Regions from separate parts of the Mus musculus genome. Here region 1 is linked to region 2. The links are chromatin contacts, called in public promoter capture Hi-C maps. All regions are on one chromosome and are shown on one strand. The core of a region is the stretch at or near the end of the contact, and the rest is flanking DNA. Distances in the headings are between cores, read along the strand shown.

What was found. Promoter capture Hi-C pulls out the DNA fragments that hold promoters and counts their contacts.
Region 1: a promoter capture Hi-C map of pre-B cells shows a contact between it and region 2, with 4 times the contacts expected there. The contact joins the promoter of Rbms2 here to the promoter of B4galnt1 in region 2. A contact is called at or near these places in 3 of 39 promoter capture datasets (hippocampal neurons, liver and pre-B cells).

What each region holds. Positions count from the first base shown.
Region 1 is chr10:128,174,394-128,178,536 of GRCm38.p6, reverse strand. It overlaps Rbms2 (RNA binding motif, single stranded interacting protein 2), which reads left to right and starts at 1,969. Exons shown (of 13, transcript NM_019711.2): 1 at 1,969-2,187. The coding sequence starts at 2,122.
Region 2 is chr10:127,163,899-127,167,963 of GRCm38.p6, reverse strand. It overlaps B4galnt1 (beta-1,4-N-acetyl-galactosaminyl transferase 1), which reads right to left and starts at 2,808. Exons shown (of 11, transcript NM_008080.5): 1 at 2,445-2,808; 2 at 1,742-1,960; 3 at 1,082-1,246; 4 at 859-965; 5 at 422-462; 6 at 83-263. The coding sequence starts at 1,959.

The DNA of each region.
Region 1 (4,143 bases), core at 720-3,219, 1.0 Mb before region 2:
AAAAAGTATAGCCTAGGCTGGCCTTTTCCCTCAAGCTCTGCAGTGGATCCTACGGTCACTGGTCACTCTGTGGCCTTGGCTGGCCTCAGGCTTTTGGTGATCTTTCTTCATACATGCTGGAGTTCCAGCTTTAAGCAGTGTATCACCATCCCTAGGCCATGCTTTTTCTTCTTCTTATTATTATTATTTGTTTTTTGAGACAGGGTTTCTCTGTATTATTATTAATTAATTAATTAATTAATTACTTTTTTCTCTTTCTTTTAAAAGATTTATTTATTAGAATAAGTTCACTGTAGCTGTCTTCAAACGCACCAGAAGAGGGTATCAGATCTCATTATGGGTGGTTGTGAGCCACCATGTGGTTGCTGGGATTTGAACTCAGTACCTTTGGAAGAGCAGTAGGTGCTCTTACCCACTGAACCATCTCACCAGCCCTATTAATTTTAAGATACTTTTTTTTTAAAGATTTATTTATTTATTTATTTATTTATTTATTATATGTAAGTACACTGTAGCTGTCTTCAGACACTCCAGAAGAGGGCGTCAGATTTCATTACGGATGGTTGTGAGCCACCATGTGGTTGCTGGGATTTGAACTCGGGACCTTCGGAAAAGCAGTTGGCACTCTTAACCACTGAGCCATCTCGCCAGCTCCAAGATACTTTTTTTTTAATGTTAAAAAAATTAGCTTGGCAGTGGGGGTGCACACCTTTGATCCCAGCATTTGGGAGGCAGGGGTAGGCAGATATCCAGGCCAGCCTGGTCTACAGAGTGAGTTCCAGAACATTCAGGGCTACACAGAGAAACCCTGTCTCAAAAAATAAAAAATAAAACATTGTGTGTGTATGTGTGTCTCTGTGTGTGTTTTGTGTACTTATGTATGTGTATATACGTATGCATGTGTATATGATGGGGGGGGGGAGTGGGAGAGGGAGAGAGAGCACACATGTGTGAGCATGCTGGTATCCATGGAAGCTAGTGGCCATAGAGGTGACTGTGAGTCACCTCATGTGGATGCTGGGAATCAGCTGTGCTCTCCTGGAGTAGCAGCCATGCTCTTAACCCCTGAGCCAGCTCTCCAGACTCCAAAATCTTTCTTACTGCATCAAGATCACCCTAATATAAGCTGGGCCTGGGCGTGGTGGTGCACACCTTTAATCCCAGTACTCGGGAGGCAGAGGCAGGTGGATTTCTGAGTTCGAGGCCAGCCTGGTCTACAAAGTGAGTTCCAGGACTGCCAGGGCTACACAGAGAAACCCTGTCTCAAAAACCAAAAAAAAAAAAAAAAAAAATCACCCTAATATAAACTAGTCTGAGCTCTGAGCTCTCACACACGGTATTGCCATATAGTCTTCTTTCCATGCTCTGGGAGGCAGTCAAGATGGTCCTTTTACACTAAGCTTGATGTCTTTAAATATATATATATATATATATATATACTATTTCATTTATTTCTTTTTGTATGTGCATATGTGGGCATGCCACATTGGGTGCTGGGGTCGGGGGAGAAAAATTTTTGGTAGCTGGTTCTCTCCTTCTACCATGTAGATCTGGGAACTGAGCATAGGCCTGGCAACTTACTAAGACATTTTTCAGGCCAAGTTTGAAATCTTGTAGCTGAGATCTCAGGGAAAGAAAGCTTCAAATCAAAACAAAACAACAACAAAAACCATTGTCTTTTATTAATAATAGGTTAATTGTCTTTTCATAATAATCAGAACTTGTTCATGGAGAAACAGGGTTACATTTGAAAAGGATTAGACCTAAGAATTCTTCTTTCTAGCTTGAACTAAGCCTATGAAAACCAAAACCAAAACAGAACATCCCGGGCATTAGGACCCAGTGGAAGTGGCTCGTTCTGACTTTGGGTTAACTTCTCTCAGTGACGTAAGGAGCAGACCTAGCTCATTCTTCCCCGCAGGCCCCCCCCCCACTCCCTCTCTCTCTCTTGCGTGCTCCTTTTCTCCTCTTTCTCCTCCCCCTCCCTTCTCCCTTCCCTCCCTCTTTCCCTCCCTTCCTCTCTCCCTCTCCTTTCCCCCTCCCCTCCTCCCTCCCTCTTTCTCCCTCCCTTTCCTTCACTCTCTTCTTTCTCTCTCTCAGCTCCGTAACAGTAAAGAAAAAATGCTGCTATCAGTGACTTCCAGGCCTGGGATTTCGACTTTTGGCTATAACAAGAACAACAAGAAGGTAGGAAAAAAGTGCTTTTGGGGAATCAGCTACTTCCTTTCCTAGGGATCCAGGAGCGCCCTTGGTTTTAGAATTCTCCTTTAAGAGGGGAACGAGATTCCTCTGTCCCCCTTCAGCGCCTCTCCTTCCACCGCGTCTTTCCTGCCTTTTTGCACCTGGTTCTGGAGTTAAAGGAATTTAGAGCAGAAGTTTGTGAGGCTGGAGGAGGCAGCGGAATAAAAACAACCAACTTTGCAAGTTTGTATCTTCTGAAACGAAGTTAGTCTGCCTGTCTGCTGCTGCGCCCATGGTCCCGGGGATAGTCTGACAACTCAGACCTTGTCCCTAGGCTCACACCCGGCAAGATTATTTTATCATTTTGGTTAATTGCATCCACCCTTACCCCCACCTCACTTCGCTTTTTACTCAACCCACCAGATAGCAGAAAAATTACAGGTAGTTTGAGAGGTCTCAAGGCTCATCAAGAATTAAGTGTGTGCTTCTAGACGAGAGACCCTACCCCACCCCACCCATCCTGGCAGAGGAATTTGGGGAGATAACATGCTTTGGGATTAAGGCAGAAAGCTCTGTGATTCTTTGGGTCATGCCTTTTGAGAGGATACTTGGAACCCTGCAGATAGCCAGGCTTAGCAAGGATCCCTGGAGTCTTTATGATTAACCCCTGGCTGCCTGAGGAGTTAAGGTATGTTTGAGTGAATGAACAGCCTGGAGAGAGATAGACAGGCTTGCCCACATTTGCCAGAGAGTATCCTTGGCAGTTTCTTGGCATTTTGTGGTATGCAATGCTGGAGGAGGAGCTTTGAGCCATAGCAGGAAGACTTTTTGGTCTCTTTTGAGCATTACAGCTGTTCTTTAAGAAAACACGTGGTGCAGAGATCTATGCTTGTTTGATGGAATGTTGGAGGTGGGGAGAGATTCATATCCTCGTGGACCTGAAAAGACCATTTCAGAGACTCGAATACTAGTATCTCATCAGGGCAGTACTCTGGTGGGTAGTTTATGTGGTTTTCATTCTGTTTATGTGCTTAAGAAAGAAAGCTCTACAGCCAGGTGATGGTGCAAGCCTTTAAATCTAGTACCCAGGAAGCAGAGGCAGTCCAATCTCTAAGTTCAACACCGGCCTGGACTACAAGCAAGTTCCAGGACAGCCAGAGCTACAGAGAGAAACCCTGTGTCAAAAAACAAACAAAAACAAAAAAAGAAATGAAGCTCTATGCATATTTTTGATTACACACATATACAAACATTATATTATATATTTCAATAGGTATTAACTGATGCCCTTCTAATATATATATATGCATATATATATATGTTATATGTGTATATATGTATATATAATTCATTTTATATGTATGTGTGTTTGAAAGGGAACATTCCACCTATCTTTATTCTCCTCAGCTCTTTATAGTACTGTATACAAGTTTCATTCTCATTTTCTATTAGTTTTGGGTTTTGAGACATGGTCTCCGTCTTTGCTCCAAGTTGGCCTAAAACTCACTCTGTAGCCCAGGCTGGTCACAGGATCACAGATATGAATGAGCCATTGCCTCTTATCTTTTTCTTTCTTTCTTTCTTTCTTTCTTTCTTTCTTTCTTTCTTTCTTTCTTTCTTTCTTTCTTTCTTTCTTTCTCTTCCTTCCTTCCTTCCTTCCTTCCTTCCTTCCTTCCTTCCTTCCTTTTCTTCTTCTTCTTCTTCTTCTTCTTCTTCTTCTTCTTCTTCTTCTTCTTCTTCTTCTTCTTCTTCTTCTTCTTCTTCTTCTTCTTCTTTTTGGTTTTTTGAGACAGGGTTTCTCTGTATAGCCCTGGCTGTCCTGGAACTCACTCTGTAGACCAGGCTGGCCTCGAACTCAGAAATCCACCTGTCTCTGCCTCCTAAGTGCTAGCCTTCCTTTCTTTCTAATTTGGTTTTATTATGTAGCCCAACTGGCCCTCAAACTTGTAATCCTCCTGGCTC
Region 2 (4,065 bases), core at 1,559-4,058:
AGGGCCTCCCACACGTGGTCATTTGCTTTTCTGGTTCTTTCTGTTCTCTCAGTCTGTCCCTACCCCTCCTCGGGCCTCCCACCTGTGTCTGCTGTGTTGGCCTGGTAGCTCCGGCTGCTGTAAGTCACCAGTTGCAGCTGCCGGTTGAGTTTATCCAGAACTGGGCTGGCAAGGGTGAGATCCGGTTGCCCCTCTCCCGTGAGAGTCACTCCTGTTACTTCCCCTGCCACGTCCCAGGTGCCTAGAGAAGCACTCAGGTTCACCTGGAAGAGGGTGAGAGACAGCAGCCTTAGGTCCCTGACCCGCCTCTTGCCTTTTCAACCCTGCATGCCTGGGTGTGGGTGTGGGTGTGGAGTGGGGCTCTGTAACCCATCAAGAATTCTTCATTCTCCAAGCCCACCTCTTTACCGGTTTCTCTCACCTGGTATATCTCCTGGACAGAAGCTTCCTGCAGACTTAGCCCTGGGAGGTAGAATGAGGAAGCCAGAATTTCACAGACAGTCTTGAATTCTTCCTCATTTTCTCTCCCCCTGCCACCACGTGCCATACAGAACTTTATGTCTGACTCTCCCGTGGAGGCCTCAGCAGGACTGTGCACAACCCACAGAACTCAAGTGACTGCTTCTTAACTCCTTCCCATCAAAAAAAAAAAAAAGGCATTTCTTCCGTGGCTTGTCCTGACTAGCTAGCTATCAAAGAAGGGATATTTACTCATAAGCCTCCCAGGTATTCCTGCAATACCTGACGACCTTAGAGTCCCTCTGCCTCCATATCTCTTTGTCAGAGATCTCCACCTGCTAGCCTGTAGCTCCGCCACCCTCACGACCTGACTTAACCCCTGAGACCTTCCTTCTTTACCTGGCACCAGGATGCTCCTGAGGGGCTGAACCTCCACACCCTGCAGGGGGTACTGTAAGGGGGAGTTGGCGGGAGCTATCAGCAGCTGGTCAGCCAGGGACCGGCTCCTGTAGTGTAGAGGTGATAAAGGAGTCAGTAGGAGAGGAGCTCTTTCTTCCAACGGGGTCACTACGACACCACTGGCCTCCCTGGGAAGAGCTGGATCCTCCTCTCTCACTGGTACCTTGCAAGGAAGGCCTGGTATTCCTGCTCCCTGGCGACAGAAACAGCCCTCAGCTCCTCAGCGTCAAAGGCTTTAGTGAGGTCAACCGCCCGAACCTGTCTCAGAAAGGGCAAGGGAAGGCTTCCTCCCTTGGATTCACAACTGCAGTTGTTCTGAGCCAGCAGCCTAAAGGGAGGAGAAGCGGCTTCAGAGTCCAGGTAGGTACCTAAGCTCCATTTATCTCACAAAACGCACAGCGCTGCACACTTTGATCCCTCAACTCTGCCCACAGGTGAGAGACAGCTTATCCCTTAAATCTGTGCGTTACAGAGGTGCGAACTAGGGCCAATTACTAGGATGTCTACGTAGCCGCCATCCAGGAACCCTTCTGGAATCTCAAGTCTAAATCAAGACAGCAGGCAGTCTCCGGGTGCTCTTTTGCCTGTACATCCTCCCACACTCCAGTGGCGGCGACAAGGTTGAGGAGGATAGATTTGCCGCGCCCCTGTCTCCCCCCCAGTTCAAGCTTCGGTAGCCCTCTCCACCTCCCTGATAACTGCACCCAACCAGTCAGCAGTAAGCAGCGTCCGAGTCTAGCACTGGAGGAAACAAAAGCTCCCCGGCCACCCCCTCCAGCATGTTCTGCGCTGTCGCCGCCGCCACGCCGCGGTCCGCACTCACCCCACCACTTGCTCCTTGATCCTGACCGGGATGTGTGCGTAGCGAGGCTCAGGGGCAAGGTCTAGCAGATCGAGTCTCGGGGGACCTTGTGGGGGCGACCACAATGCCAGAGGGTTCGGGAGACTTGGCGCGTTTCGGGTGCTGGAGTACAGGAGACCCAGCGAGGCGCAGGCGAGCAGCAAGACTAGCGCATAGAGGGCCCGGCGGTCTAGCCGCATCCTGATATGGGGGAGGGTGAGAGGTGACCAGGCTCTCAGAGAACGTGAGGGCCGGGACTCTGGACCCCGCCGCCTCCGAGGCTCGCGCAGGTACCCAAGGCCAGCCATCTCCGCTCCGCACGGCGCGCACCCCTTCCCTCATGCTCACGCCAAAGGTCTCCCGGCCTCCTTTCTTCCGCCTCTCTCTCGCCTCTGGGCTTCCGCATACACCCAAGGCTTGCCGTGGTGACATGCAGTATCTTGGGTGCGCAGCCCTCGGGGACCCCACCCCCACCCCACGGGCAGCAGCCGGGCCAGGGTGCTGCGGAGGGGCGGCTGTACTGCACCTGGCGGGTCAGGGAAGGCACGGTGTCGCGCCCGCGCTCGCGGGTGCCCGGCCTCGGTGACCCTCGGGTGGCCTCGTTGAGCCACGGGCACGATGCGCGAGGCCAGGAGGACGCCGCTCCTGCCCACACCTCGGCCGCCGGGCGTGCCAGCGCACTGACCTGTCTAACGTTCTAAGGCCGCGGCAGGATCGCGGTCCGGGCAGTGCCCGGTTCTCCGCCCCGGCCGGGGGGTCCTCATGAGGCCGGCGACGGCCTGATGCGGGAGCTGGGCGGGAGGGAGCCCGACAGTGTCGGGGATCCGACTCCTCCCGCCTGCGGACTCCGGGGCTTTGTAGACCGCAGCGCGGGGGTGGTTCTGAACGTTTCCTGCCGGGGTGAACTGGATCGTAAATCCGCCGCGCCCCAGCCCCAGCGACAAAGCGGGGAAGCCCTGGCACCGCGTCGCGCTCCCAGGCAGCCGAGGGCTCAGGCCTCCGCCCGGCTCTCACACCGCAGCGCAGCGCCGCTCCCGGGCTGGCTGCGGCACAGGCTCGGGCTCTGAGCGGGGATGGCGAGCTCCGCGGCGCCGTCTGGCGGACGCGGAGAAGATTGCTTAGGCGATGAGCCCTCCCGGGAAGGTCCCCCCTTTTCACATCCCTTCGTCCCCAAACCGCGGTGTCTAAGATGCCAGTTCCCGGTCCCCGCCATTTCCCCACTCGTTCACAGTGTAGCCCCAGGAAGGGCGATTGGGTTCAGTATGCGGTCTAACCTCATTTCAAGGAACACTTGGATGGGGAAGATGAAATAAATAAAACCAGCCAGCCCTGGAGGTGAACACTGCCTCACGAGCAACAAAGACAGCGGCCTCTCTCTGACCTCTTGGCTCCGAATTCCAGCCATCAACCGAGGCAAGCCGTTACTCAATGGCCGGCCTACTTCCCCTAACTGCTTCTTGGTACAGACTTGAAGAGGAACCGCAGAAAGTGGCCAGATGGACAGTGAAGTAGGCCATAGGTGGCTTGATTCCCGACACTGACCAGAAACAAAGTCCTGTGGTTCTCAGAAGGATCAAAATTGAATAGAAAAATAGGTAAAACATAATGAAAAATGTGTCTGGGGGTTGGGGCTGTAGATAAGCAATATTGAATGAACTGTGTGTGTGTGTTGGGGAGAAGAGGGAAAACCCACCCTTAAACCAGAAGTTTCAGATCAAATGCTAAAAGTAGAATTACAAAACCTTTAAAATAAATCAAGGGCTTTTTTTCCTTTACAGTCGGAAGAGATCCCCTAAGCAAGAGGCGAAGGGAAATATTAGTAAACCTGTCTATATAAAACACTTACTGGAGAGATGGCTCAGCAGTTAAGAGCACTGGCTGGTCTTCCAAAGGACCTGGGTTCAATTCCCAGCACCCACATGGCAGCTTACAACAATAATTCCAGTTCCCGGGCGTCTGGATACCCCTTCACAGACCCACATGTAGATAGAATATTATTGTAAATAGGAATAAATTTATTTACAAAACACTTGATAGACATCGGGTGTAGAATGCAAAGTTAGGTTTTTATTACTGTGCCCAAGAACTCCGTGAATCAAAATGATCTTTGTAACCGGTCAACTCCCTGCCCGAGGACAGATACGCCACGATTCTCTGGAAGCTGTTACCCGTATCAGATAGCAAGCCACATGCGTTCACTTTTCTAGGGGATCACAGGGAGTTGAGAGGTAGGTAGGAGGAAGTATGTCAGGATGTATGCTTGCTTCCATCTGACCAAGGCATAGCCTGTGAGTTAGCCCTTTATA